4 separate regions of the Mus musculus genome follow, and all the other regions are linked to region 1. A link is a contact called in public Hi-C and HiChIP or PLAC-seq data. All regions are on one chromosome and are shown on one strand. Each heading gives the region's core, a stretch centred on a gene start, on an enhancer-like site or on the middle of the called end of the contact. The rest is flanking DNA. Distances are from core to core; before and after follow the strand shown. Region 1 holds the start of 6030407O03Rik (RIKEN cDNA 6030407O03 gene). Region 2 overlaps Gm31047 (a long non-coding RNA gene). Region 3 overlaps Gm29185 (a long non-coding RNA gene). Region 4 overlaps Gm29185 (a long non-coding RNA gene).

Region 1 (7,610 bases), core at 3,382-5,881:
ACTTCTTAATTTTTAAGAGTAATATGGCGGCCTCTGTTTGAGACATTTGGATCAAAAGGAACCTCTACTCTCACGGGTTCCCATTTCCGTGAAGCCCCGCAGAGACAACTTGAGAATACAGACAGTGTTTCCTGACCATGTCCTAGCCCTCTCCACTTACAAGATGGAGTCTACCTTTCTGGGCCGTCATCTTGAATGCTAGAGCATGAGTCGCCATTGTCTCTTTAAAGCTCGATTTCTGTTTCAACTATGCTGTCTATTCAGGAGGAATGATGTCATGTCCCCTTCTAGGGTCCACCAATACTGACACTGCCTTCCTAGTCCTTGCCATGTCTCCCCTTTCTGAGTGGGACTCTCTAGTCACCACCTTCATTTCTGTGGAATACCCAGCCATGTGCCCTCCAGCAACCTGCCTGCTCTGTTTGGTCTCATCCATAGGGTGAGCCTGCATTAGCCTCTGCAAAGATCTCCCCTCCCCCTCCCCGCACCCTTCCCCCACCTACTCCTTCCCCGCAGAGACTGCTGCTAGAGTCAATGACAGGGGAGCTAAAGGTTTCCCAGTCGGTTGCCAGCCCTCAGCAGATTCTGGTCTTAGGCGGAGAAAATCAACTTTCCTGGCCAAGGCCCTGGCTTTCCAGCAGAACCACAGCCTCCACAAGCTGTTGGCCTGCACTCTGGGAAGGACACATGGGATGGAAAACAGAATTGTGGGTATGGGCAGCATGCAGGTCCCACAAGGCAGAGGCCTTCTCCTTTCCACAGCCCCAACACGTGCACTGTGGGTTCTGGTCCCCATGTGAACCTGGGACAAAACTGACCTGGAACCTGAGTCGTTGGGGCAGCCAAAGAGCTGAGGACATGACAAGGACATGCCATGCCATGCCACATGCCATGAATGCCATATTCCACTGGTTTCTGCCTCCCTAACTGGGAATTCTCCCATATGGCCTGACCCTTAGGGTCATATGACACTGGCAGAGACAGTAATGAAAAGTATCGTATCCTGTTCCCCACTCCTTTGCCCCCTAATATCTAATAATAGAGGGGCATCCCTTCTCACAGGCCAGGCTGTTAGCCACACACCAGCTCTCTGCTCAAGTGACAACTGGTGCCTACCTAGGCTCAGCCACTTACCTGGAGTTCCTAGCAGTAGTTGTAGGCCAGCCCATCTCTTCATGGAGTGTGGAGAAAGGAGGCCAGCTGGTCCCAGAAAACACCCTGCAGGCGAGCAAGGTAAAACAGACTAGGGGGAGCTGTTACAGAAATCCACATGATCTCTGACACTAGGCAGTGGCACTTGTTCCCTGTGGAAGACACTGTAAAGGTGGCTGGTACCTCCCTCATGGTAGAAAAGATTTCAACTAAACATGAGTTAGTTAGTGCTGGCTCAAACCAGCCAGAGCCATACCCCTGGGACACATGGGAGCAAACCCTAAGAAGAAAACAGTGGCTTTTGAAGTCTCCCTTTAGAAAAGCATGATTAGCAGTCCCCCTTTACAGAGGAAGAAACTGTGGCACCACCTCTTTCAGATACAAAATGACACCACTTGGATTTCAACTCAAGTGTTTGACACACACAGATGAAAAGCCAAGGTCCTTGGATCCTCTCTCTAGGTCCTTCATTGGGGACTCTGTGCTCTGTCCAATGGATGATTGTGAGCATCCACTTCTGTATTTGCCAGGCACTGGCAGAGCCTCTCGGGAGACAACTATATCAGGCTCCTGTTAGCAAGCTCTTGTTGGCATCTGCCAAAATGTCTGGGTTTAGTGGTTGTTTATGGGATGGATCCCCAAGTGGGGCAGCCTCTGGATGGTCGTTCCTTCAGTCTCTGCTCCGAACTTCGTCTCTGTAACTCCTTCCATGGGCATTTTGTTCCCCCTACTAAAAAGGACTCTGAGCTTCTGGGCTAATATCCACTTATCAGTGAGTACACATCAGGTGTGTTCTTTTGTGATTGGGTTACCTCACTTACGATGATATCCTCCAGATCCATCCATTTGTCTAAGAATTTTACAAATTCATTGTTTTTAATAGCTGCGTAGTACTCCATTATGAAACTGTACCACATTTTCTGTATCCATTCCTCTGTTGAGGGACATCTGGGTTCTTTCCAGATTCTGGCTATTATAAATAAGGCTGCTATGAACATAGTGGAGCATGTGTCCTTATTACATGTTGAAGGGGTTTGCAGCCCCATAGGAGGAACATTAATATGAACTAACCAGTACCCCCAGAGCTCCTTGGGACTAAACCACCAATCAAAGAAAACACATGGTGGGACTTGTGGCTCTAGCTGCATATGTAGCAGAGGATGGACTAGTCGGTCATCAATGGGAGGAGAGGCCCTAGGTCCAGTGAAGGGTCTATGCCCCAGTATAGGGAATGCCAGGGCCAAGAATGGGAGTGGGTGGGTTGGGGAGCAGGGGATAGGGAATTTTCAGAAGGAAAACCAGGAAAGGGGATAATATTTGAAATGTAAATAAAGAAAATATCTAATAAAGAAAAAAAAAGGCAAAGTCACAGGAAAAAGGCAAACCTCCACAAAGCTGAGAGAGTGCATGCAACTAATACTTTGTAAGGCCTGGCCCTGAAACATGTCCCTTCCCGTGAGGGACAGCTGGCTAGGAAGTCTCACCCAGACCCCTGATCATGAGTGAAGAACCTCAAGGATAGTAGAATACTGGCAGCTTGCCTAAGCTAAGAGTCTTTTCAAATAAGGCTTTCACAAACTGCAAACGTTTAGAAATCAAAGCATCTCTTTAAGCAGCAGAAGGCAAATGAGGCCCCATCCCCCACTCCTCCCCTTCCCAGTCTGCTCCGCACCTCCCATCAATGGCTAGGGGACCTTAACACCTCTAAAGATGCAGGCTATAAAGAAGACAAACTGCTAAGCTTCCCGCCTCCGTGGACAAAGGATTGCAGACTGCCAGGGAAATTTTCAGACAGAGGTCCGGAAGTCAGAGCGACCAGCTGAGTGTCTGGCACCTGAGGCCACACCTAGGCATACGCAGGGTACTGCACGCTCCAGGCCTGGTCTGAGGCCAGCACGTTCTCTTGTGCACGTCTGCACTGCCTAACAAGATCTGGCCTCTGCCTTCCTCTGCTTGGGCCTCTCAGGGCCTCTCCGCACGGGTAGACACTACCCCCTGGTGGGCTTGGGCGCCCTGTGCAGGCCTTCAGGTCTTGGCCTCCAGAAGAGTTTGGTTTTCCTAAAAGAAGCCCCATCACGGAAGCTGTTGGGGGACTGGGATTCCATGGTGTGGGTGAGGGCCTCCGGGATCCTAGAAGAAGCGAAAGAAAGAAGCAGAGGTTTGGTGTTGCTCGCTAGCACTCTGAGATAGCGATGGAGCAACAGGAAGGTGACAGCGGCGGAGCTTTCTAGATATCGACACCTGTTGTGGGAAAGGAAAGCACTCCCTGCTGGCCAGAGGGGAAACTGAGACTGAGCCGTCACTTGAAGCCTGGGACTGAGGGATGATGGGACATGAAGCTGAGTGGTCCTTTAAACTTAGCAAATAAAAATCTGGAGACTGTAAATCTTTCGTTTACGATTAACAGTGAATGCTCTTTAGCAATGTACTAGCCATGCACAGCGAGCAGGGTATCTGTGCAAAGAGCCAGGGAACTAACTGATGCTGCATTGGAGATTACAGAGGAGTTGGGGATACAGGTGGAATGCCCCAAATTAACCTGTAAGCCTCACCTGCCCCGTTCATTAACCAGTTCACTAGTTAAAGCTACTAGGTCTCTTCTTAAAAGAAGACAAACAGGTTCGCCTTGCCCATGAGCTTCATATTAAAGAATAAACAGGTTTCAGATGGTTTCTGCTAAAGAAGCCTGCTTTACAATGACTGCTTTCAATAACGAGTACTTATGTCTTTGGTAAATGACTAGATGAAAAAATTTCGTTCTGAAATATATAAAGATTTGAGAATAAAAAAAACTTGAATAAGTTATAAGGATCTCAAAAATGATTGTGGATATATAGAAATAAAAAAGGTTTCGGATTCCTTTTCCATTCTATGCTGTTATTGCCCTGAAATTTGGGGGGGGGGGGTGTCAGGATTTGATGAAGTACCAGCTGTTTTACTACTCAGTCACAAGCTCAGGATTTTGAGTTTTCTTTGGTTATCTTCTAGATATAGACTTAGAGGTGCTTTTTATTGGGTTAAAATATCTCTATCCAATTATACACCTGGCTCTTTAAACAGAAAAAAATTTTTTTCATGTTCAGAGAAAAATGCTACAGTTCTTACTAAGACTCAAAGGCGTAAGTCTGCTGCTTCACAGAGTCCCATCAACTGCTTTCCCTACCATGTGAATTTCAATAAAATGGCAACGCTGATCTATCTCCTTTTATGAACTGAAAATTCGCATGAGCTTCAGGGAATCAGAGAAGTCGTAAGACTTGGATCCACCTACCAGAGTCAAATGGACTCCGGACAGTACAGCCTGAGTTTCTGTATCTGTCTGTCCCTAAGAATGGAGTTTCCCCTGGTCTTGGGATTCCTCCCCCTCCCCGGTAACACAAAAATTTACCTTCTGTCCCGAGTCTATATTTGTCTCAACAGATTTTCACTTGGCTGACAGACTTCATCCAGGGATGCAAACTGCAGAGCTCTGGACTTGCTGAAAATTATGTAAACCAGTCCAGCCAACATGATTGCTCCTTGTGCCTTCAGCTGGATCAGCCAATCCAGTGCTTCTGACAAATGCCCCATTGTCCAGCCTTTCACTAGCCTCTCAGTCTTCTGGGGCCCTGGCAACAACACCCTAATGTCAGCTGGAAGTAGTTACGGAAGAAAATATGTTGTCTGTTACCCCACCTAACAGGCTGAAAATGCTAAGTCAAAGAGAAACTCTGTGGCATAGAGGACAAAATGGCTACCTATAAGCTGACTGACACATCAGAAAAATGGGCCCAGATTTGTCAACTCGTAGATTTATTAACTAAAATAGTTCTACAATATGATAGGATACTTAACCTGCTTTATGCAAAATAAAAAGTATTATGTGCCTTTAAAAATATTTCTATACAAATCATTCAGGACTATAATTTGGCTGTACTCAAGAAACATTGCAAAAAGGGACCTGAGATAAAATAAATGACTGGTTTCCCATCCATGTCCAGGCTCCTTCTAGATAGTAACTCTAATGGTTAGTAGATCTAAAATATAAACAAGTACCCATCATAGGATCAAAGACTTGAGAGGCAACACCAGGGGGAATGTAATGCCCAAATTTAACCTGTAAGCCCTATCTGCTCAGGACAACAGGTAACTTCCTAGAATGCTGGGAACTGTAGTTCTTGGAAAATAACAAAGCCTCATGGGAAAGTACCATGACCTATAGGTTTGTCCTTATAAACCCCTTCAACATAACCCAGGGCTCAAGGCCACTCTCTGCTGAGAAATTTCAGGAATGGTCCTGACCAAAGCCCTTATCTTGGTCAGTATTTAATATTTAATAAAGCTTGCTTTTAAGCTTGCCCCAAAATGGTGAGATTGGTTTTGCTTCAACGAATCTCATGATTAACATAGCAAATAAGCAATATACTAGGAATGGTGATCCCAGTATCTCCCAAAGAGATAGAAGTGGGACATACAGGAGATAGAGCAACAACAAAAACAGGAGTCAGAGAGAGAAGAGGGAGGGGGGGTAGGAAGAGAAGAAGGAAAGGGAGACTATTATGGTCTGTATGCTTTTGTCTATCCAAGGGTCATACACTGAAACTCTAACGCCGATAGGATAGTATTAGGAGGTGGGGCTTTGAAGGGTAATTAGGTTTAATGAGATGGTGGGGGGTGGACCCCATGATACCATTTGTGTCTTTATAAGAAGTAGATCAGAGCTTACTGTCTCCATCTTGTCAGTGTAACTGGCCCTGCAGAAATGAAGACATTCTAAAGAGACAATTATGTCTCTTGCTCTATAAGACGACGGAAGCAATGGACCCCAGAGAAATGAGGGCTTCCCCAGGAATTTTATTCTGGGAGAAAAATAGGGCACCAGCCAAAAGGGGGAACTCATCTCCGGAAACAGACTTCACACAGTTCTAAGGACTTGTGAGACCTCCTTACAGAATGAGAGGTGAAGCCCAGTGACGTCAGTGGTGGGCGGGACCGTGCCTTCACCAGACCGATTAGATGTGCACATCCTTGTCTCTCTATTTAAACACTGATCCCACTTCAGGACCAGAAGGATGTGAGAGGTTTGCTTGGATCTCTTCCCAGTGTGGCCACATTAAATAACTCCCTTTCTTTGCTTTGCTTTTAATTAAGCACTTTTAATTGACTTATTGATGACAGGTAGCACTGACTTGGGACATAGATTGTGACACACACACACCCAACTTTAACAACATGACGACAGAAGATGACCAACTGACAACTAAGAAGAGAACATTCAGGGCACATAGGGAAGCACCAAGCCAACACCACAGCCCTGTGTCAGTATGTACGAGATGGGATGGGAGAGAAACAGGAGAGCCTGTGAACATAGTGGAGCATGTGTCCTTATTATATGTTGGAGCATCTTCTGGGTATATGCTCAAGCGTGGTATAGCTGGATCAGTACTATGTCCAATTTTCTGAGGAACCACCAAACTGATTTTCAGGTTGTAGCAGCTTGCAATCCCACCAGCAATGGAGTAGTGTTTCTCTTTCCCCACATCCTCGCCAGCATCTGCTGTCCCCTGAGTTTTTTATCTTAGCCATTCTGACTGGTGTGAGGTAGAATCTCAGGGGGTTTTTTGACTTGCATTTCCCTGATGACTAAGGATGTTGAACATTTCTTTAGGTGCTTCTCAGCCATTCAGTATTCCTCAGTTGAGAATTCTTTGTTTAGCTCTGTACCCCATTTTTAATAGGGTTATTTGGTTCTCTGGAGTCTAACTTCTTAAGTTCTTTGTATATATTGAATATTAGCCTTCTATCAGATGTAGGGTTGGTAAAGAACTTTTCCCAATCTGTTAGTTGCCATTTTGTCTTATTGACAGTGTCCTTTGCCTTACAGAAGCTTTGTAATTTTATGAGGTCCCATTTGTCAATTCTTGATCTTACAGCACAAGCCATTGGTGTTCTGTTCAGGAAATTTCCCCTGTGCCCATGTGCTCAAGGCTCTTCCCCACTTTCTCTTCTATTAGTTTCAGTGTATCTGGTTTTATGTGGAGGTCCTTGATCCACTTGAACTTGAGCTTTGTACAAGGAGATAAGGATGGATTGATTTGCATTCTTCTATATGCTAACCACCAGTTGAACCAGCTCCATTTGTTGAAAATGATGGGTTTTTTTTCCACTGTATGGCTTACACATACACATCTTGAACTATCTTTTCATGTCTTTTCTGTTTAAATGACAAATATAATATTGTAGTTTTTAGACAAACCAATTAAAACTATTATTTCACTAGTGGATAATAATTATACAGAACAATTTCTCCTAAAATTTTATATTAAGAGATCACCTAAATTTCACATTACAATGTGTATGTGCATTTAACTTTTTAAAACAATGTATTCCCTAATTTGGGTTTTTTAGAAGTTTTCTTTCAAACACCTGGGTGTGATTTTTTTTTCTGATTTGTCCTGATTGGGACTCACTCTGCATTC
Region 2 (7,610 bases), core at 1,543-4,042, 920 kb before region 1:
AACCTGTCTCAACATCTCCTAGAAGCCTCCCCACCTCCAGTTCCCCCCTATAGTCTTGTCTTTCTATCCTGCTTCAAGGTAAGGGAGACTTAGTTGGTGGAGACCATTAGAAGAATCCTGTAAGTTAGAAAACGTTGTAGTTACAGTCCCATGCCAAATTCTAACTTGAGGTAAGATAATGGATGGAAAATATAATAATAAAAAAAGTGTGTGTGCTCATATAACCACATATACACAAGAGGAGTGTTTCATATGCTTATATTTGCACGTTAGTGAGGCAATGTGTTGATGCTAATTGTGGTAGTTTGAGTGAAAATGGCTTATATAGGCTCATAGGAATGGCACTGTTAGGAGGTGTGGCCTTGTTGGAGTAGGTGTGGCATCATTGAAGGAAATGTGCTGCTGGGGGTGGGCTTCAAGGTCTCAGAGGCTCAAGCCAGGCCTAGAGGATCCCTCTCTCTTCATGCAGCCTACTGATCCTGATATAGAACTCTCAGCTCCCTCTCTAGTGTCACATCTGCCTGCCTGCCACCATGCTTCCTGCCATGGTGACAATGGACTAATAACCCTCTGAACTGTAAGGCAGCCCGAATTAAATGTTTTCCTTTGTAAGAGTTGCTGTGGCCATGGTGTCTCTCCACAGCAAAAAAAAACCCTAACTAAGACATTGATGCTCTAATATATAGGCTCTCTAGGCTGTGGTCTTCACTGAGTTAGGACAGTCTGGACGGCGTGGAATGCGTATGTTGTGAGCACTGAAAACATTCCCTGGGGGATTCGGATTCATTCCTTTGAAAGAATTGTCACTTCTCTTTTGCTTCTTCAGGAAGGGGCCTGCCCTCTTGATCACATCTCTGGATTGCTTCCATCCTCACCAGGGCCCACCTTTCTCTAGCTCATTATCAGAGAGACAAAAACGCCCCCTCACTGGTAGGCTAAGGAACCACCACTTGCCCGAATTTGCAGAGAGAGCTCCAGGGGCAAGAGAGACATCCCACACTCATCTCTCTGAATTCCAGCCCTGGTGGATACTCATACATTAAATCTGTGGACTCAGACTCCTGAATGGATGGGGCTGGTTATACTGAGACTCCTTAATGATGAAGGTGCCACCTGGGGGAGGGGCACATCAAAAGCAGTTTTGGGAAAGAGTTTTAAAAGGTGCCTCATTAAACATGCAATTCTTATAAGATCCAGGTACTTGCTCATGGACAATTACCACAGAGAAAGAAGACTCAATTAGATAAGGACACAAATGTGGATAGGACCCCTCCCCCCTAAACCTGAAGGCAGCCCAGAAGTCCTCCAGCAGGTGAATGGCTAACCCGACTGCCATCCATTCACATGATAGAGTGAATATTGCTAAGCCATCCAAAAGAATAAGCTACTGACAACTACTTGGGCTAATCTCTAGTGAACTATGCTGAAAGAATGGCAGCCTCCTTTAAGATAGGACTAAAGATCAAACCTAGGGCCTCCTGCCTGCCAGACAAGCCCTGTACCACTGAGAGATAGTCCCAACCCAGCAAATGAGCAACCTCAAAAAGGTCACATGTGATTCTATTTATAATAACGAAACAGCAACTCATGGGGATGGAGGAGTGGGTGTGTGGGAGGGACGTGGATGTAGCTGTGGGAGGGGAGGGAGGGATCTGATGCTGGAAATAGTCCTCTCACAATAGGCAACAATATCCCAGCTGTGACACCGTGCTACCCAGTTTCCAAAGACCTTCTTACTGGGAGGAAACTGGACAAAACCACCAGGGTCTGGCTTATAATTTTTTCACTACTGCATGTAAATCTGCAATTTGCTCAAAATACAAACTGTAGTTAAGAGGGGAAAATGTTAGACTTTACAGAGCCATCTCAGGTCTTAGAGCAATGGTACCATACAGGTTCCAGTTAGTGTAAGAAAAACCAGAAAAACCAGGCCCTTTCTCCAGTTTTGAATGTGAGCAAGGAATTTACTTCCTCTAAGGCCCTGAAGTCTTTCCTTGTTCTTGTCTTGTTTTGCTTGAGGAAGGGTTTCTAGTTCAGATAGTTAAGGGTGACTTGGGACTTCTGATCCCGCTGCCCCTCTCTCTTGAGTGCTGGGATTATAGGCATGCGCTGCTACACAGGGTTTTAATGAGATACTAGGGGCTAAACCCAGGGACTCACGAGTGTGAGGCACACACTCTACGAACCCAGTTACATCCCAAGCTCTGGCGAAGTTATTTTTAGCATAGTGGTATCGGGTTGATGGCTCTCCACAGAGGCAGTCCTCAATAGAGAGCATCTCTCAGTGAGACTTTGGGAGTTCTCTTTTGTGCTGTCTGGCATCCTACCTTTCTTCCTAAGGTGTCATAATCTCCCAGGAAGCCAGAGAACGGTGACCGAAGAAGGGTGCGGCTGCCCTTCTTTCCCCCTTTCTCTCCCCTCCCCACTCCCGCAGCCACGTGCAGCCTGGGGTGGGAGGCTGGGTCAGGGGTGGAGGAGGGGCGGAACACTTAGGTCAGCAGCTCCAAGCTGATTCTGTCTGGCTTCACGGTTGGCTTTGCTGAAGCCAGAGTTGTCAACTCTGCCCTTTAAAAACTGAGCAACAAAGGGGAAAAGAAAAAGAAAAAAAGGAGGAGGGGGGGAGGGGGCACACAGGGTGGGCGCGCTGGGGGGAGGGCAGAGCCGAAGGACAGGTGGGGACTACTTTAGCAAGAAGGTCCCGACTCCGCCCTTTTCTTTCAAGGACTTTTCTAAAGTATTGTTTGTTTTAGTTCCCCAGGGGAGTGGGTGTGAGGCTGGGCGGGGAGGAGAGAGCAGGCATCCAATGGACTCCAGACACCTCTTTTCCTGGGGACTGGGTTAGGGACCTCCATGGACTTTGAGTAGGTTCTGCTTTCTTAGTCGCTGGGCTTCTGTCTAGGAAACATAGGATCCTAGCGGTTGGAGGGAAACAGTGGGACGCAGAAGCGTCCATGACATGTATATGGTCCCTCTACCGTGAAATAGTGCCCTAAAAAAACGCGTCCATGCCTCCTGGGGTGGCTATTACAACACAATTTGATCTTTCCAGACTGGAGTTCGGAGTTCCCTGTTACACTCACAAACAGAGCAGAGCCTGGGGTTGCAGCTGTCTCCTGGCAAACCACATCCACAAGAAAGCCCCCGTATGCCCCTCCCCTACCTTGTATTTGGTGTTAGGGATTCTCCAAAAAATCCCACTAGGTAGAGCCATGGTGGGTGTGGTCAGCGGTGTACAAGGCAGGGTAGGGCCCTTCTGCGGAGGGGTGCAGAGTTTGTTTGTTTGTTTAAGTAATTCTAAATGAAAACTGATTTCAATGATTTCAAAATCATTAGCCTTACCGGGCCACTATCAGTCTCTAGGAATCAATGAAGCAGTTGTAGGATTTGATTGGTTTCTCCTGAGGGAGTCAGGCTCCATCTGAACTCAAGTTTAGAACAGTTTGGGTCTCCAAGGCAAAGCTGTGCTTAAGGCAGTGAGTGGTGTAAGGAGGACTGTCCCGCATGAATTTGTTAGTTTGCTCCCGGCTAGCCTGTCTCTTTAAAATATGGTTGGTCTCCACCACTCAGCCCTGTGGTGGCTTTTTCCTCTGCCTCTTCCTCTCTCCCTAACTGCTGCTTCTGCATTCCCCCTGCTGCCTAGAGGTAGCTTAGCCAGCCTGCGCCTGAGCTTGTCTGGGGTCAGGGGTCAGGGGTCAGGGGTCAGAGGTCATTCCCTGTGCACAGAACCCAGGGCAGAGGCAGGTGAAGATGCTTATTAATAACCATCTGCTGGCTTGGATGCATGATGAGGGAAGGGAGGGCTGAAGTCGACTGACAATATTTCACCTGGTTGTTTTGCTGAGAGTCAGACCAGAGTCAAAAGATAAAACGCCTATGGTTTTCTATTTTTGACTAGATCTGTAATCCATGCAGAGAAAGAAATGTTCCCTCCTGAGGATGCATTGGAACTAGCGCCTATTCTAATCACTCTACCTTAGCAACAAAGGACACAGGACACTTAATCGGCCCTCTGGTGACTTAGCTTTTCTCTTCTGTTGTTAAAAAATCGGACAGGCTGGGTGAAATGACAGGTTCCTCTGGTTTTTTTTTGTTTTGTTTTGTTTTGTTTTTGTTTTTTCCTCACTTCTGAGCTACTGATGATCCACTTATTACATCATTATATGAGCTCTAGGCTGTGGAATATTTGTGATGAGACTCTTTAAGGATAGTATTTTATATTCCAAAGCTTTCAAATCAGAAGCTTTGGTCTGGAGGGGTAGCACACCTGTCCAACATTCGGGAAGCCCTGCGTTCAATCCCCAGGAACATGTACAAACACATGCTCTTGAACACAGGCACCCACCCTCCATCAGTGTACAAGATAAGCAGTGCTTACCATATAGAGTTTACATAAGTCTTCACCCTCATCCAAACCTGCATGTAGTACGTTGTAAGACAGAGATAGTTATGAGCCATTTTCAATACGAGGTGTGATTAGAGTTCATCAGAGTGACTGCAGGAGCCTAGCTGTCTGCTGGCGCCTGCTTATCTCAGACTCTGAGAGTTAGAAAGTTTCAGGGAGTCTGTTACTTAACTGAGTCCAAGATGGGAAAGGGATTTGACAGTTTTTAAAAAAAACCACCACCATGGGCTGGACACAGTGGCACATGCCTTTCATCCCAGCACTTAGAAGGCAGAGACAAGTGGACCTATGTGATTCAAGGCTAACCTGATCTGCATAAGTTTTAGTACAGCCTGGAACACACACAGTGAGACCCTGTCTCAAAAACAGAACAAATAAAAACAAATCAAACATCACTGTCTCCTCTCCTGTCAAATCAGCATCCCCATGACCCCCCCCCCCCTTTAAAAAAAACTTTCCACTATGCCTGTCTCCCTCACCCCCACCCCCATTTTTTTTTTTTCTTCAGAATTGTTACGATCAAGACTGGCTTGTTTCCATTAGCCTTCTGAATTTGTTATTGTCTTTTTCCAATATACATTACCATCTCAAACATTGCACCAATTGGTTTATTTTATAATTAATTATGCTAGGGTCAGGAAAGTTAAGTAACTTGCTCCAATCCACATGACTGGTAGAAAATCATAGAGTTGGGATTTGAGCTCAGATCTAGTTCACCCAAGACCCCTATCCTTTGTCTCTCAATGATGCTTCCTAGACACAAAAGTCTACTATTTCTTTTAGTTTGTTGGCCTTTCTCTTGGTTTGTCTTTCTCTCCTCTGCCTTTTGACATCTAAGGTTGAACCTCCACAATTAGGCTGATGGAACAGCAAGATAAAATAAGCAAAGACAGAGATAGGAGGTACGAATGATAACAGATACAATTTCATCTAATTAAATAAAAAAATTATGTTTTAAAGGAGGGCGTCTTCAACTTTATTCACTCAAACCCCCCTCAAGAACTTCATGTAATGTGGGCATGCAGAAATGGGGCTTCTTTTGTGTCTTGGTTCTGTTTACTCTCTCCAGTTGTCCTGCAGGCTTCCAGAGGAAGAGAAATGGCTCCGAGGAGACTGGGCTGTTTCCCCAGGTTCTTGCAGCGCCAATGGTCACTGATTACTTTTTTCCTTCAGGGCAGTTAGCGAGAGGAAGGACTTTCTCCTCAGTGGTTCCTGCCCAGCACAGCGCATTGTCATCTTCTACCTGCAGATCAGCTCCAGAAGTAAAAATGCAGCTGTCACAAATGTCCTTTATAGTTCTTCCCCAGTGCTCCTCTGCCTTTGTCTCTGAGTGGTGGATATAAGAGGTAACTTCTCACCATCAGTTGCTTTATTACAGTCGGTAGCCAGAGTGTGCATGTGGCAATGGAGTTACAGTGGACATTAAAGAACAGGGCTTTAGAACAGGGATAGAATGAGTAAGTTAGATTTTTGCACGGGGTGACGGGAACCTGAGCCTGGTACTGGTGCTGTCATTCACGGCTTCCCTGGGAGTTGAAACAGGTCATTGAGCTAGCAGGAGGCAGATGCATTCACCAGTGGAAGGAATCAACAGGTTACCTTGTTCTCATGAGACACTGGCTCTGGAACTCACGCCCCATGGAGGTGCTTTGCTGCAACCATGTTTTGTACCCTCAGTTGTTGTCTTAGTGATGGGAGGCACTATGTCTGAGCGCTGTTTCTCCTAGTTGAGAAACAGTGTCCGAGACATCTCTCTTCACGTAGGCTGCTTAGTCCATGTCCCGCCCACTGCTGTTGTTCCCCGTATCTTTGACTGCCCTGCCCTTCCTCTTTACAGATGGACTGATGGATGGGAGGTGGTGGGCATAACTGACCAAGTGGTTTTAATAAGAGACCTAAAGGTAAATTTGGTGGTTCCGAGTATTCTCATTTACTCAGAGGAAAAGATGTATTTGATCCCTCCTGACAATGAAAGCAAGATTTATTTTTTCAGTATACAGTGCCTGGCATACCAAAGCAAGTAACAAGAGTAGATTTAAGAAACTGCCTTAGATTGTTCTCCATCCATCGATCGATCGATCGATCCATCCATTATCCATCCATCCACCCACCCACCCACTGTCATCTATTTATCCACTCATTCACAGCACCTACCCACCTGTCTGTTTACCTCCCCACCCTTCCATTTACATATGAAAGTACTCCATTCATCCACCCACCCAGCTAACTACTTATCCACTTGCAACACCTACCAAGCCATTGATCTATCTATTCACTCACCAATATATCCACCTATCCTTTATGTAAGCATGAGTGTGTTCATTTACTCACCATTTATCCATCTGTCATCCATCCATTTATCCACCCACCTCATTATTATTATCTACTCATCCATCATCTATCAAGCTACCATTCAAACATTCATTTATCCAACCATCATTCATCTATCTATCCATCCATCATCCATCCACTCACACATTTATCCTTCCTTCCTTCCTTCCTTCCTTCCTTCCTTCCTTCCTTCCTTCCTTCCTCCCTTCCTCCCTTCCTTCCTTCCTTCCTTCTATCCATTGTCTCTCTATCTACTCCCCACTTATTAATTTACCTACCCATCCATTATCCATCCCCTTTGGCAGTTCAGATGTGGCCATATACCTTTGTACAGGACCCGAGGAGGGCCTAAGTAGAAGTTGTGAAGTTGCCCATGATCTCTGAGGAGCTTCAAGCACACCCGTGCCGTCATCCTGTCTAGAATATGCTTGACCGGGGAAAGTAGGGCCTCAGAATATCTCCTTTTCTCTCCTCCCACTAAAGTTATCTTTGTAGACTCTGCTAGTCCTGCCTCTATTTTCTCTACAGATGTTTTGAACTCTTGAAGAATGCCTCATGGACGCACAAAGGTTACTCCCCTGAGGCCAACACCATCTTCCAGTGCCTGTCTTGGCTCCCTGCCACAGTGCCTCAGACTTTACAAATGTTTAAGGGGCAACTATGTTCTCCCTGGCTCCCAGCAGGGACTTCCATAGGAAGGCCTGACTGCTCTGCAGGTTAGAGGGCTCTGAGAAAAATCCTTTAAGAGGGTGTTTAGAGTTTTTTTCAGAGAGCTGTGGGTCTGGGGATTAGGACTCCTCACCATGGGAGCCTTTGGTATGGAGACCCTCAGTAGATGTGGACAGGAGCACAAGTTGGGTGAGTAAGGAGAATGTCA
Region 3 (7,610 bases), core at 1,582-4,081, 710 kb before region 1:
ATAATCAGGCAGAACAGATTTGGACCCTTCCTTCAAAAAGGGACAGTCCATGTGGCAATTAGATTCACAAATATCTATCATAGTAGAGAGGCAAGTAAAATGGTAAAGGAGCTATGTGCACAGTAGTCCACCTCTGCTCCCAATGGTTCAATAAGAAAGCACTAACAATCACTAATAAAAAGCCAATATGGATCTCCTACCCATTGTACACTGAGCACATTTCATCATGCTATTTATATTCAGACATGTGTCACTATCACAGCCATTTTTCAACAAGGGAACTGAAGCTCAGAGAGGTTAAGTAAAACTTCTTCAAGGTCACAGAACTAGGAATCTGTAGAACAGACTCCTATGTCTTGACACAGTCCATATCCAAGTAGATTTATTGTTAGAAAGATCTTCACGGTATATTTAGCTTTATATCCTTTTAGTTTCCGCTTAGAATTAATTCCACTTTCACCAAGCCACAAAGATGAAGTCTATTCCTACTTGAAAAATCAATGACTGAGTTCAATTGAATGCAGTTAACTAAGCGGTTAGCAATCCCCCATTTCAGCTGTACTGTAGGCTGCCAGTATTCCATCACAATCGTGGGTCTGCACTAAATATCTCCTCTAGTTCTCTACCCTTTCTTCACAGAGTTGCAGAGGAATTCTATGCTAATTCCTGAAGCTGTACAACCTGGTGATTTTTATGTTTTCTGATTAATTTATCATATCACAAACTCTCTGTTTTGTGGCCCTTTTCAGTTTCTGCCCCTCTGGTTGTCTCTTTTCTTAACAAATATTTATTTCCAGTTTCAAACCTACTGGGTAGAAAACTTTGGACTAGCCATGAATAGACACAGAGGGAAAGATAAAAGATGGTATTGAATTTGGAGGCCACACACACACACACACACACACACACACACACACTCACACACACACTCACACACACATGCACACACACCATTTTATAATATAACAAAATTTTGTGCTCATGAAGAAGGTGTGAAGGGTTAAGTATCACAAAATAGCATCCCCCAAGTCTGGCCCACGGAGGTTTGGCTATCTTTACAGATGAAGTCATGCTTGTAGCTAAGATGTGTTAGAGACAGTGGAGATGCGACACTCATGGGAGACAAACTTCATGTGTGAAGCCCTAAGGTGTCAGGAACAAAAGAGGACAGCAGGTTGAAGTATTTGGAAGTGTCTGGAAGAAAAATGAGGTTCTAGTGAGAGCCTGGGGTGCATATGGGGCCCATTCCCATAGTGGTCCAACTGTTAGGTTGTTGTTAAAGTTTAGTCCAGAGGATCTGAAGAATAGTCATGCACTTAAGCAGCCTATAGGTAGTACTAGATTTATGCTTTCAAAGCATTCACCGGCGGGGGCAGGGGGGCAGAATTTAGAGGCTTTATTCACATAAAAAGACACGAGTTTCTGCAGAGTCATAAAAAGGGTAGTTCAAATGCAGAGGTGTAGATCTGACATCCCAGCTGTCCTGCAGCTGGAGCAGGAGGCTTGACAGTTCAAGGTTAAATGGGAGACCTAATGGGACCCTGTCTCAAGATAATAATGGAAAAAGAGCTGAAGATATACATCAGTGGTGGAGTGGTTACCAAGTATGAGCAAGGCTTAATCTTCTGTCACCTCACCTCCTGCCCTTAAGAAAATTAGGTGAGCCATTTAAGAGGCAGGTGAGAAGAGATTTAGTTACTAGTTAAATTGGGGCCTTAAGAGGGAAGTTTAAGGTAGCGTAAGTTTTCCTTTGGGGTACATGAATCTACTGTGTGTAGCAGTGGTTCTCAACCTTCCTAATACTGTGATCCACCCCCAGCCATTAAATTATTTTGTTGCTTCTTTATAACTGTAATTTTGCTACTATTATGAATCGTAATGTAAATATTTGGTATGCGATCCCCCCCCCCCCTAAGAGGTTGTGACACACAGGTGGAAAACCTCTGGTGGGTAGCCATAAAAACAGAGGATGCACTGGAAGTGGCAGTGGTGAGCACAATGAGCTTGGAGTTTGGCATAAATTCGATCTTATGTCATTTGGTGGTGATGTTCAGGCAATGACTATGTGCACAGAAGTGGAGTCTGCCTGGAGCTGCTCCTCCCTCTCTTCTCCTTCCCTCCTCCCTCCTCCCTCCTCCTCCCTCCTCCCTTCCTCCTCCTCCCTCGCTCTCTCCACTTCTTCCTTTTTTCTTTCTTTGATCTTTTTTTTCTTCTCTCATTTCTTTTTCTACCTTCTTGGGAAAATAATACTTAAGAATATTTATATTCAGAGTGAAGAAGTCGAAAATAGCGACTGAAGGCAAAGTAAAAGGGAGAAAATATTTAAGAAAATATATGTTCATTTCTGCTTTGTTTTTCCATCTGCGTTTTTGCACAGTCAGTGTGCAAATAAGAGCCCGTGTGTGCATGCGTCCTGCTCATATATTCAAGTTCTTACTCTACATTTGTGGGGGAGGTTCATCTTCAAATCACTTCATGGATTACAAACTTTGCTGAGAGATAGGAAGAACATTCTTGTAGGAAGAGAAGAAAGGTGTGTGTGTCAATAGTATGTTCCTAGAGCAAGAGATGCCTCTCCCTGCCATGAAATGAGAGGCTAGATCTGGTTAGGTGTAGCACAGGCTTCTTGATTGCCTAACAGAATAACATGGATGGGTGTGGAAGATGGTGCTATAGGGTGACACTTGAGGTGCTCCAGCTGAGGGTGCTTCAGCTGAGGGTGCACTGGCGAGTAACAGTTGGATTTGCCAGAGGCCCACCATTTGAGTGCATACAAGAGAGCAGCCTGGGCTCTGTCCCAGTTTCCACTTGGCCAGCCCCCTGGAAACAGCTGTTCACGGGCCGCTGAGTTCTTTCCGAAGAACAATGAAGAACAGTGGTTTGGGGTAGGTGGGGCTAGGAACTGGTTGGTTGGGCAAGAAAATCAGACACAAATTCAGGCCTCGTGGCCCAATAATTCTAAGTACCAAAGAAGCCTTGTCTGGAAGCCTTGACACTCGTACTAAATAAGGGGAGAAGAAACAGGAAATTAAAAAGCACAACTGTGACCCAAGCATTCCATACATAATTACCCCTTAGATAAACATTGTCTTCTCCACACAAGAACGAACACTATTCCAATATTGCCCCAGTTTCTGACAAACATGGCAAGAAGACTCTCAGTACTGGACTGTTCACTGTGGGTCATTTGGCTGAAGCTTCATGCTCAGTGGAGTTAACTGCAGTGGAGCCTTAAGAGGTCCATCCTCTGCCTCCTCGTCGCTAAAGCCTCTTTAGCAGTTTTTTATACTATGGAATCCAATGGAGTCTGAGTCTCAGCCATCCTCCAGCAGACTCAGCTTGGTCCCTGTGAGTTTGGAGAGTCTGGATTCATACAGAAGGCTTCTAACATTTCAAATGAATACCCATGGAATTCAGAAGATTACTTTTACTGACTGAAAATGACCATGGATGGATAATGAATGTTTGCCTCTATTTCCAGAGTATATGGATGGAGGTGGCCAGTAAGATTCATAATCCCAGCGAACAGCTTATCCTTTCCAATATTTACCTTTCATTCACTCTACCAAGGAAGCGATATTTCAGACATATTATATGTGAGACAGCATGAAAGATACAAATGTATGTCAGATAAACTGCCCTCAAGCTATTTACAGGGAGGTACATAAGAGCAATATTTACATACTCATAAAACAGGCAGGGTGGAGCACATGCGTGTCTTTGTCCACCTTTCACAGTGTGGTGTGTGTCCACATAAAGTCTCTTTTACCTTATCAGTTGCAAAAGCACAATTCTAACATAAGCAAAATAGGAGATATTTATTAAAGTAAAAGGAATTATTTATTAAAAGTAATTAGGGAATTATTACTTCACACAACTAGTAAATTTAGTGGCTTTGGATACACTCACACACACACACACACACACACACACACAGAGAGAGAGAGAGAGAGAGAGAGAGAGAGAGAGAGAGAGAGAGAGAGAGAGAGAGAGAGAGATATGTTGCCTGGAATGGAGCTAGAAGACAAAGGGAATCTGGAAGTCAGGATCCTAGCCCATGGCCTCTTTCTCCTGCTCTCCATAGAAGATCTCCTAGGAGACACTGCTTGCTCTGGCATTGGTACACCACCTGATATAGGGCAATCCTCTCTCTTTGGAGAAGAAATGTTCTTATTGGTCTTGCTGCAGCAGGTTCCTACCATGTGAATAGAGTGTGGGAACACTGAGGTCCCATCAGAAAGAGATGCTGGTTCAGTCAATTCTAATGACATTTATTGTAAGCTAGACTTCTTAGGATGGTTATTTGTGAGTAGATAGAGAGAATTCAGGATGAAGAGTAAGGAAGTCTCTGCAAAGAGAGATAGATTACAGGGAGATGGAATTTGACCAATACTGTGTCGATCACAGATCTGACTGTCTCCATGTTTATAGAAAAGAGCAGAGATACATTGCACTTCAAGGAAAAGTGGTAGCTCTATAGCCTAACTATAGTTTATTCATTGAGAGGATAAATAAAAATAAAAACTATTTATGAACTAAACATAACCAAATTATTTATGAACTAGAGCCGAGCAGATAAACCTGGCTTCAGGTTGTTGAATAGGCTGAGACGGATGGAGTGGGGAGATGAATAATAGAGGAATCCCAGTAATCCAGGGGAGAGGAAAGGCAATGGGAGGGGCAGCGGGAGGCACAATGGGAGGAGCTCTGAGCTAGGTGGTGGTGGTATGACTAGAAAGGAGGGAAGCACTGTAGCCACTCTGTCTCCTTGAACATGGAGCCCAAGGGAGGAGAAGTTAAATGATGCTGAGGCTCCTTATATGTCCAGTGGTGCATCAGTGAGCAGTGTAGCTGCATCTCTACGTTTGCTATCTATCAGGAAGGTGTTTAGCAAAAGATGTTCCCACTAAAAGTCATTGTGTTAATTAAGTTTCCATTATGGCGACAAAATACTCAAGAGAATCAACTTGTAAGGAGGAGAGGTTGCTTTAGTTAACAGTTCTCAGTTCCTACTCACTGGGCTCTGTTGCTTTGGATCTGTGACGTCCCAGTTCACTGTGGCGGGAATGTAGAGTGTGTAGTACAGGAATCTTGTTCATCTCCCAGTAACGCAAGTGGTTGAGGACCCAGCCTTCAGTGCATTTGCCTTTGGAACACGTTCAAGAACCAAACTGTAGCAGTTTTCTAGAGCATTGCTTATTGTTAAATCCCAAGGTTTTGATTTTTTTTTTCCCTGTTTGAGTTCTCTGATGATGCTGAGAAAGAACTTGATTGCACTTAAGCAAGCATGGTGATCACAAAGTAGCCAAAATGTGGAGTCCTTGAATGCAAATAAGGTTTTGTATTTGCTGTCCCGTCACCCCTAGAACAGATGCAACGATCAGGTTGCTTCTAGCTCTCCTAGCTACGTGATGAGCATCAGCGCATTGATGATCTGAGCCTAGTTCTTGATGAAAAAAAAATTCGATTTTACAACTGAAAAGGATGGGGGTATTAGTAACGACTCTAAGACGAGTCAAAGGCACCTGCAAATATGTCTTCCAGGCAATAGCTAGAATGAAAAAATGAATTAGAGCCTTCAACCTTCAGCTATGCTACAGCACCAGATGTTAAATTTCTGTCCTCCATAGGATCCAGGATCTTCAAAGGGACCACATACCACTGACTCCTGAAGGTAGCAGGAGGTACTTGCTGCAGCTTTCCACAATCCTGTTGCCACACTTTCTGCTACAGGAGGAAGAGATGTTGCACGCAGGCTAAGAGAATGCTCGCATGTCTCCAGGAGAGTGAGGCAAGGCTCAGCTGAAGACTGGGAATGAGCTGAGAAATGGATGAAAGTCATACTATGTGGATAGGCTGGAGGGACTGCCTTGGGAGGAGAGGTGGAAGCCCTCTACTGACAACACCTGAAGATGTGGCCTGATGGAAAAGCACCAGTGTGTGGCAGGGTCTTAACTCTTGAGGCAGGGCAAGATCGGAGAAGAGCTAAGGAAAACATAAAGCTGGAGAGAAACTGACTAATGGACGAACCAGTTGGGAAGCAGGAGCGTCCTCTATGGGATGGGCAGAAGCAGGGAGGTGCTAGAACTGGACACAGATAAAATCAGCTCTGTGTGCTGTGTAGGCCAGGACACCCTGGCATGAGGAAAAGTGTCTACAAAGGGTGTTTACATTCACTGTCTCATCCGAAATGTTTTCCAACTTCATTCCATTCACTGCTTCCCCAGTAGGTGAGGACAGTACCAAAACCTGCAGAGCATGTTGAGGTGTAGATACAAATGAGCAATCTTCCTTTCCATTGCTGCCTTTGAAACTAGGATACCTCATCCCAACTAGACTATACTTTCCTTCTTCCCAGTTCTTCGCCTGATCACATTATTTTGAGGCATCTCACAGTCACCTGGGCCGTCAGACTCTCTCTAGAACCCAGGATCAGGAACATTATTAGGCTCACACCCAGGAAATCTCAGAAATTATTTCTGAAGTCTAACTAGTAACACCAGGTTTTCCTCCGGGTTCCTGATGAGGTTAGAGTGAAGGACACAAGCCAGGGAGGAGGACAAAAGACACCAATTTCATGAGGACAGTACCAGACCTTTCGTGTACTCTCCATGGTCACATTTGAAACCAAGATTACTTTTATTTTATATTATTATTACTTTCTAAATGTCTGATTACTAATGAGAGAGGAAAAATAAAGAATGTGAGTTTGGGTGGAAGGATATAGATAAGAAAAGAGGTGGAGAGGGTCTCAGAGAAGGTGGGTGAGGGGAAAGCCATTAATCGGAATATATTTATTGAAAAACAATCTATTTCAATGAGAGAAGACAACATGTTCTAGAATAAATGACAATAAATTAACAGTGAGTAAATGTATTTGAAGCCACCGTTGTCTGACCCCCCCAAACCCACGTTCTTGAGAGGGAACAGTTAGAAATGGGTCTGTCCATGACAGCGGAGTCTGAGGAGTGGCAAAGAAGCCATATTGTCTAGACCTGTGTGGCTGAGACTCTTAGAATCAGGGTGGATAGAGAGACTAAGTCTGGCGAGCCCCACATCCCTACTTAGAATCCCCTCCCAATGTGCTCAGATGCTGCTCGTTGTAAGTCAGGAGGGCACATTCGCATAGCTGCCTGAACTAGCCTCCCCCCAGCTACCGCTGAAAGTTACACAAGCAAATGGGAATTTCGGCATGCCAGCATCAGCAGCTCCCTTGCCCTACCTCATGATCTGGGTTCTGACTCTAAAGTCTCCACCCTACTCCTCATTGCCTCCCATTTCCAATGCCACCTTTTTCTTCTGAATTGCTGGTGTAGATACCTCTGTGACCAGTGTTGTTGTGTTAGGAATGAGTAGGATGGAGAGGCTTAGAGAATAAAGTGGCTCTGGGCAGTCTGGTGACGGCTTTAGAAGTCGAGGGTCTGTTATGTATCTACGTAGACTCTGAGGACGAGCAGAGTTGAGATTTGGAGAGAGATGAGCCATAAGGGTCTCAGGGTTAGGTTTGGCTGAGGCTGTGAAGAATTCTTGTCCAGAACAGATTTGGCTGCATATACAGCATCCCTACGGCCTCTGTACCACACTGGGGCAGAGTCCTTGCTGCTTTCCTC
Region 4 (7,610 bases), core at 2,504-5,003, 590 kb before region 1:
GATCTGTTAGTCAACTTCGCACAATCTAGAATCATCTAGGCACATAATTTCAATTAAGGAATTACCTATATCAGGTTTACCCATGGGCATGTCTGTGGAGGACTTTCTTGACCATTGATTGATGTAGAAAGACCCATTCCATTTTGGGTGGAACCATTCCCTAAGCTGGACCTTGGTTTATATAAAAATAAAGAAAACTAACAAAGAATCAGGCTAGGCAACATGGATATATTCGTTTCCCTCTGTTCTTGACTATGACTATAAGACAACCTGTTGTCTCAAACCTCTGTGACTTAACCACATGGTGGACTGTTACTTGGAATTATAAGCCAAGTAACTCCTTCCCCCCCACCAAGTTGATTTTAATAAAATATTTTTATCACAGAAAATAAAACTAGAATATAATACAGCCTTATTTTCAGTATTAAGACATTTTAGAACTCAGATCACTTTTAATGGTTAGTGGTATCCGAATTACTAGATATGCAGTTTCCTCATATAGGAGACTTTCCAGGACCACCCCCCTCCCAGTGGATTTCTGAAATCACGTAACACTATAAGCCAATGTCTTTTCTACATAATTAACTCTGTAGCCTTCACTTGAATAGTGTGAGGTGTAGTGGCAAAGCTAACATGAATCCCTTACTCCTCCTTCATGATTTCATGGGTAGAAGATTTGTCCTTAGCACTGACCTCAACAACCTCGGCATACCTTTCCCCCACTTTTTATGAAGTTGACATGTTTTATCTTTTTTTTTTTCCAAAGGATGCACTTTATAGACTCTTGGCACATCTGAGTTGCCAGCATCACTACTCTTGTGCTTCAGGGTCATCATTAAATAAAGTAAGGTTAATGGACCACAAGCACCTGGATACCTGAGATGCCTAAGTGACTCTGAGGGCAGGAAACATGTACAGCAGAGATGCTCTAGACAAAAGAGTGATTGGCGTCCTGGGTGGGCTAAAGAGGTGATGTGAGATCTCATCCTGACACTTGGAACAATACACATTAAAACTCAAGAGCTGCCTTTTTTTTTTTTCAGATTTTTTCCATTCATATTGTAGGTCAAGCTGAAACTGCAGAAAGTGAAATTACAGACAAAGGGACTACTCAATTGTAACAGTATATATATATATTTCCAAAGCGTTGCTATTGTAACCATTGATACAATTTTTAATTATGCAATTTTTCTTTTCCATTCTGGCTAAGCTTAGATGTACTCTCGTAGTCTAGGTTTTCATTTCTGTTTCTTTGATCAGCAAAGAGGTTGAATTTGCTCATCTTTTCATTGACTAGTGTTTAGCATTCCTTTCTTAGATTTCATTACTTTATTTTCCTCATTTCTTTCCTCATTTCTAGAACAATTTAAATAAGAGATCCAGCCCTGTATTGCTAGATACATTGCAACCGATGTTTAGAAATTTAGAAGCGACTTCAAAGGTCTTCTATCCTAATCCCCCAGCTTTACAGATTGTTAGAGAAATGAGGTAGCTCAGCGTGTGTCAAGGTTTACAGTCCTGAAATTTACAGGGATTTGTTAAGGTTTCTATCTAATGTAGATCTCTTAAAAGACAAAAATAACTCAGTTGACCACGTACGTGTAGCATAGAGCTCTTCATGAAAGTGGTGCCTTCTGTTGTTTTTTTCCCCTTGCGTTTTTTGTGCCAGGTTTTCTTTGTTTCCAGTGAGAACAGAAGTAGGACATGTTGGGGAGAAGCTAGTTTCCCAAACATCACTGGGGAATGTTCATCTCATTAGAGGGAGGACATTGGATCTGGTAACTGTTGATAGTCGTTGTAAGCCTAAGGACAGCTTGCTGGGTCTCTTGGATGCTTTTGTGTGCTAAGAGCACTTCCCCATCCTGTGTGTGACTGTGCACATGGTTTTACAGGCTGATGTTCGCCATGATGGATGAGGGCTCCTCCAAGAACCTGCTAACAGCTCCGAGCACCTCCTCTGAGAGGACATTTGAAAGCTGCTATCATGGTGAGATTCAGACTCACATCTGTTTTTCATGCCTTTCCATAATGGGAATTGCATTTGCTTTCCCGTTGCTGCAAGAAGGGAAGGGCACAATCTAAAATTAGGAATCCTGGTGAACAGAACGTACACTTGTCCCTCAACAGTGCAGGTTGGCTTCTTATTCTTGATTTATTCTAGGAGAAAAATATTCTTAGCCTAAGGGTCAGGGGAGACAGCTTGAGGAAGCAATTGTAGAAGTCAATTGGAAGACAGGAGAATGAGGGCGGAGGTAGGAAAGCCATCAAAGTGTGTTTATTGCTAATAGATTATTCCAGACTTCCTCTCTTAAATGGGGGAATGTGTGGAAATCTGCTTGTTCATTGTGCAACATAGCGAGTTAAAAGGGGCGGGGGACCCAGAATTCTTAAAGGGAAAAAAGCCAGGGAAGAGTGAAGCAGGTGTTTCCTGCTGTCCAGTCCTCAGAGGAACACTCAGCCCTGGGAGGGAGCTTTCCACACCCTGAAAATTAAGGAAGCCATACTTTTCCATCAGCCTAATTTAGTGGTCAGACTCACAGTCACCAACACAGCTTCTTCTTCCCTCTTTCCCCGTCTCTTAGCCTCAGAGGTGTGAGAGACCAGTGAAACCTCCATTCTCTGGGATCCTTCTTGCACCTGGAATACATAGCAACTATGGAATCGGCTTTTTGAACGTGTAAAAGGTAGCTTTTGGTTTTGAGAATTCTCCTTTCTGTTTTGTCTATTTATCTTCTGGGATCCACTGGTAAGAGCTTTTCAGTTTCTCTGTGTCCTGGGTCTTATCTGCTTTAAAAACAAACCACAAGCAAACAAATCCCCCTAATCAAAACAAACAAACGAACAAACAAACAAACAAACTTGCCCATATCAATCAATTTTTATTTCCTTCCTTCCTTCCTTCCTTCCTTCCTTCCTTCCTTCCTTCCTTCCTTCCCCCTCCCTTCCTTCCTTTTCTTTCTTTCTTTTTTTCTTTTCAATTTTTGTGTTGAATGTGAATGTTTGTATCCATGCCTAATATACCTTTCTTTACCTAAAAGTAAAATAAGAGGTAGACCCAGTTTTGGGGTGGAATATAGCTGTGAACTTGTACACTACAATCCCTAAAGTTACCGAGTCCTTTAGCTGAGCTCCTCTAAACCCACTGAGCAAACTAAGATACTCGTGACTTAGAAATATTTACGTTACATCCCTCTGGTTGTAAGCTAGGTCTCTTTAAGTATTTGTGAGCTTGCCTACGCTCTCTCCTTTATTCTTTCTCTCTTCCATCCGACCACTGTGCATTTCTCTTTTTCCTTCCCAACTGTGAGTAATCCAGGAGAAAAAATCATGTATGTGAGTGGGTATCATGGACCCTCCCAAATTTAAAAACAAAAAGATTTACTAGTTCCCTTACACATTTTTTTTAAGACTAAGGGAGAGTTTAAAAAAATGAAGCAAAGGATGAAGGGAACGAAGAAGGAAGAAAACAAAAGAGGATGAAGATGAGCTGGGGCATTGGGTGATGTAGAGAAAACACCATATATCACCCAGATGTTTGTCTACAGTGCCCAAACATCAGGCTTTGGGGAGACAATCGGAAGACACAATGCTTCTTTCAGGGCAGACAACTGCTCACAGCCCCATGGCCTCTCTCCCTGTGAGTGTGTCTATCCCTTTCAAACCTTTTTGTGGTCAAGTTATAAAGGCCTGTTTAGTAGGTGGGATGACGTCACACTGACCACAAAAGCTTATATTTCCTGCTACTAAATACACAGCCCCTGCTGACGAAGTGGTCATTACAGAGCTGGCTTGTTCTGTCTAGGTCACTCAGAGTGGGGACAAAGGCACTGGGGGGAGGGGGCCTGTTGAGAGAGCACAGCCATTATTCCCAAGTGTGTCTGCTGGCCTGCTGATTCTCATCTTGTTGGAACTAAAAGATGAAAATAGAAGTCCCTTTGTGCTTCCTGGGGCTCTTTCTCAGGAAGGATGCAGGAGCATCCTGGGCGGCCACATGGTGGAGAGAAAGGAACAGATGAAATCCAGGTCGTTGATTCTGATCTCTCATTTCTATGCAGAGTGATTCCATCTCTCTGCCTCTGAGCACAGCAGTCTCCATTTTACAAAGGAGAAGAGGATTTTATGCAGGAATCGAATGAGATCACGTGTCTGACATTTTATTTTTCCAATGTAAACATCATTTCTTTCTTCAGGGTTCTTACAGTACCTGGGACACATGGCAACTGTGCGTTCTCCTTTTTGAATGTGTAAAATATAGCTTTGGGTTTTGAAAATAAAATTTTGGTTTATTTTCCAGGAGTAACTAGTAAACAGCATTCTCTTTGTTTTTGACTGTTCCATACATCATACATTTCTATATAATGTATTATGTTTATATCCACCATATCACTCTCTTCTATACCTCTTCGTTAGCTCTGAGATTTCTTTTTTCCCACCTAATGTCCCAGTGTCTACACTATTAAACAAAATAGCATCCCATCTTCCAAGGATTGTCGATAGTTATTAGGCCCTCAGGAAGAGATGAGAGCTTTCTAGGGAGGGGAGCAGACACATCCTTTATCCATGGTGGGAAGTTAAAGGTTCAATCTTATGTGGGTTCCTTGTGACGATGTCAAATCTTGGTGGCAGTGTTATAGACTTAAATGAGAGAGGAAAATTGCCAAGATGCCATCTAAGAAGCCACACCAAGAACTCAGAGAAACAGAGAGGGAAGAGAAAGGATCAGGGAGATACCATGGAAGCAGTGGTCTTGTGTTGGGTCTAGGAATGTGTAAGATTTCAGTGTACAGCAGTAAATTAAAGGTGACAAGGTAAGGAGCCACACCCATGAGCCCCTAAGTGTCGCCTGACATTACAGCAGCACGCAGCGTGTTCAGTGTCAGTTTTTTGGCATTTGAACTGCAGATGAAACAAAATTACACAACTACAACTTCTAAATATTTCCCACAATCAGACTAATTTCAACATTGACAGAAGCAGAAAACCACTGTTTAGCCAAGATCCTACGGAATTTTCCTAGCCTCAGCTCTGAGCTTAGACAAAGAAGGGCTCAAATTCCCCCACTTTCCTTTCTTTTAACCACCCCTCTGTCCCAGCTTGAAGGACTATTATGCACAGGACTACAACCCCAAACAGGACTTTGACACTCGTCACCATGGTGATTAGAGAAGAGATTTGTTGCTGTTTTCCATGTAACAGGTGATAGGGACAATTATCTGCCTAACCAGCTGCCTAACCTGGTTGTGGACCAAGGTTATTTAGGCTGGTTCCCTATGAAAACAAAAACTTGAAAACCTTCCATGTTCCTTTTACCCTCTGGGTCTACCATGCATCTACTGGGGATGTGTTTCCTAGCAAGGCCCCTGGCTAACATTAGGGGCCTCTCTTAGGAGCCTCTGTTAGGTCTAACACCCCATGCACCCCTGTTCTGAAGACGTGGCACCCGCTGTGTCTCAGCAGTTCCCCATAAGCTGCCAGCCCCTGGCACAGACATTAGCTGTTAACTGTGTTTCCCCTGGAATACCCTGGATGAGCTGCTGACAGGGACCACAACTACTGTTTGCATTTCCTAATTTAAAAAAACAAAAACAAAAACAAAGTGTGTGTGTGTTTGGCAATAGAGGAAAGTCAAGTCAGGCAGGCAAGTTCAGAGTCCAGCCATAGGGGAGAGGGTCCTGGGTCCCCTCCATTGAAGTGTTTGGGGGAGAGCAGGGTTCCCAGAAGATGAGGTGACTTTCAGAGAAGGACAGCATCCCTGTAACCCCAGGCACATCTCTGAAAACAGAGCTGAGAGAGAGTCACAAGTTGGAGCATACTAGTAAGCTAATAAAAGTGTTAAGAAGTAAGACAACATAAAAAAAAAAAACTGATAACTGGAACTCAGGAGAAACAAGAATTCTGAAAAGGATCCTGAAGACTGTTGGCTGAAGCCAAGTTAACAGTCCACGATATTATTACGAGACTCAGCAAACCTAACACTAAAAGAGCATTCATTACCCCAGGGACAATGCCAGAAGGAGATCAGCTCCTGAGAGAACTGTGTGGGTGGAACCAGAGAGCAAGAGTTGAGAGTGGGACAAAGGACTGGAGTTACAGCTTGAAGAAACTGGGGTCTGCATTTAGAAAGATAAGAAGACAGAAGAGGTTCTCATTTAAAAAAAACAGGACATGTCTGCCAGAGACACAGGGCTCCTTCATTCAATGTAAACTCAGAAAAATAACACACTGTATTCACACATATAAAACATATGCATTTCTTTTTAAAAAAAAAATGAAAACAAAACAAAGCAAATCAACCAACCAAACTCCAAACAACCTGGAGGCCATTGGTCTAAGACCTCAGAGTGATGATAACTTATAAAACCTCGGGATGGAGAGTGTGTCTCTTAATTATTTCAATTGACTATATGAAATTACTCATACATTCATTGTCTCCAAAGAGATAATCAGAAAAATGCTAACAAAAGGACACCTTTGCACTGTTTTTGATGCTGCAAGAGACTCTGCTGCTATTAAATAATGTTTTTCTGAGCCCCAGCTTAAGTCTATCTCTCGGTCTCTATCACCTATGCACCATCTTTAGAGAAAAGAGTATCTTCTCCATGATTACGGTATCATGAGTCCTTTTTTTCCCCTTTATGATATTAAATGTAACTGTTAAAAAATGAAATGAAAGAAAACCCAAGTCTTCATTCCTAGATGTGATTTCCATTCTCCAGAGCCACATTCTTGACTGATTTTTTTTTCCCTGATTCACATTTGGCTGAGCTAACATGATTGGCTCTTTTGAATTTGGAAAGATACTTCTTCACTGACCCCAATAATCTGTTTGTTGATTTTACTCAAACTAATCTATTGACTGAATTTCTTGCCCTTGTTTTCAAGTGGAAAGCTAATTATACAGCCTATGTCTGTGTTATAAGAGGTTTGTAAGTGTACGTTCATTAGCTTGAGACCAGTTTTCTAGAAAGCTTGTGAGGTTACAGCACTTCAAGGGCAGAGAAAAGGAATAGCTTGGGTGATGCCCAGTGTAAATGTCAGATTTGAGAGACTCTTGTGGCCAAAAGAGTCTCCCTGACTATGAGGCTTCCCAAAGGCAGATGTGAAAGGCTCCCATCTGTCTAACCCCCTGTTGATCTCTACTACCCTGTTGTCCACAGCACCTTTTTAAACTTGCAGCTTAAATACTACCCTACTTTTTCTTAGAACTATGGGGATGGACCTTACTCCATTTCATTATTTTTCAAGTAGTATGTGAAAGTTATGCATACTACATTATGCATACTAATTTATGCACAACCTACATTAGCATAACCTACACATGCCAACTGAGTGTGTGTTTCATGGTCAGCTTTGAACATCATCCATGATTACAGAGTGTCTCTGACTCAGACTTGAAGACCTACTACTTATGTGGCTGTCTACTGCTATCAAATTCAGGGCAATGCCAACACCAAGCCTTGCTTTGTGCTTCAGGTGCTCTGGAGAGTGAGACCCATATGGTGGTCTAGTGCCCTCTTGTGGATTTCAAACTGAGCGTTCTGAGCTTTGGCGTTACTAGTAGGATCACAGATTTCAAAATGCTGCTACAAAGCACAAAAATAATGCTTGCC

Evidence for each region. A called contact is a pair of places that touch in the nucleus more often than the background predicts. HiChIP or PLAC-seq counts read pairs in DNA pulled down with a chosen protein or histone mark.
Region 2: a Hi-C map of nephron progenitors shows a contact between it and region 1, with 3 times the contacts expected there. The contact joins the enhancer-like site here to the promoter of 6030407O03Rik in region 1. A contact is called at or near these places in 1 of 484 Hi-C or Micro-C datasets (nephron progenitors), 6 of 115 datasets of contacts at active chromatin or transcription factors (embryonic stem cells and stem cell-derived neural progenitor cells) and 1 of 9 other capture datasets (embryonic stem cells).
Region 3: a Hi-C map of uterus shows a contact between it and region 1, with 5 times the contacts expected there. The contact joins the enhancer-like site here to the promoter of 6030407O03Rik in region 1. A contact is called at or near these places in 1 of 484 Hi-C or Micro-C datasets (uterus) and 1 of 9 other capture datasets (embryonic stem cells).
Region 4: a contact with region 1 is called in an H3K27ac HiChIP or PLAC-seq map of stem cell-derived neural progenitor cells. The contact joins the enhancer-like site here to the promoter of 6030407O03Rik in region 1. A contact is called at or near these places in 2 of 15 datasets of contacts at CTCF or cohesin (embryonic stem cells and stem cell-derived epiblast-like cells), 2 of 484 Hi-C or Micro-C datasets (nephron progenitors and trophoblast stem cells), 2 of 115 datasets of contacts at active chromatin or transcription factors (embryonic stem cells and stem cell-derived neural progenitor cells) and 1 of 9 other capture datasets (embryonic stem cells).

What each region holds. Positions count from the first base shown.
Region 1 is chr1:73,859,835-73,867,444 of GRCm38.p6, forward strand. 6030407O03Rik (RIKEN cDNA 6030407O03 gene) reads right to left here and starts at 4,632. Exons shown (of 9, transcript NR_045311.1): 1 at 4,541-4,632; 2 at 2,825-3,282; 3 at 1,135-1,218; 4 at 1-33.
Region 2 is chr1:72,942,814-72,950,423 of GRCm38.p6, forward strand. Gm31047 (a long non-coding RNA gene) reads left to right here. Exons shown (of 5, transcript XR_001778985.2): 3 at 1-78; 4 at 5,576-5,748; 5 at 7,262-7,610. Among named protein-coding and RNA genes, the nearest start is that of Gm31047, 7.5 kb to the left of the region's middle. Within about 2 kb of position 2,793, at least 64 of the 459 cell types and tissues checked have an H3K27ac peak or open chromatin away from gene starts, as enhancers often do. A contact at or near this core is called in nephron progenitors, where this site is marked.
Region 3 is chr1:73,150,765-73,158,374 of GRCm38.p6, forward strand. The region is part of intron 1 of Gm29185 (a long non-coding RNA gene); the gene reads left to right. Among named protein-coding and RNA genes, the nearest start is that of Gm31197, 14 kb to the left of the region's middle. Within about 2 kb of position 2,832, at least 9 of the 459 cell types and tissues checked have an H3K27ac peak or open chromatin away from gene starts, as enhancers often do. A contact at or near this core is called in uterus, where this site is marked.
Region 4 is chr1:73,267,183-73,274,792 of GRCm38.p6, forward strand. It overlaps Gm29185 (a long non-coding RNA gene), which reads left to right. Exons shown (of 5, transcript XR_865539.3): 2 at 1,893-1,987; 3 at 2,583-2,684. Among named protein-coding and RNA genes, the nearest start is that of Gm31344, 93 kb to the right of the region's middle. Within about 2 kb of position 3,754, at least 27 of the 459 cell types and tissues checked have an H3K27ac peak or open chromatin away from gene starts, as enhancers often do. A contact at or near this core is called in stem cell-derived neural progenitor cells, where this site is marked.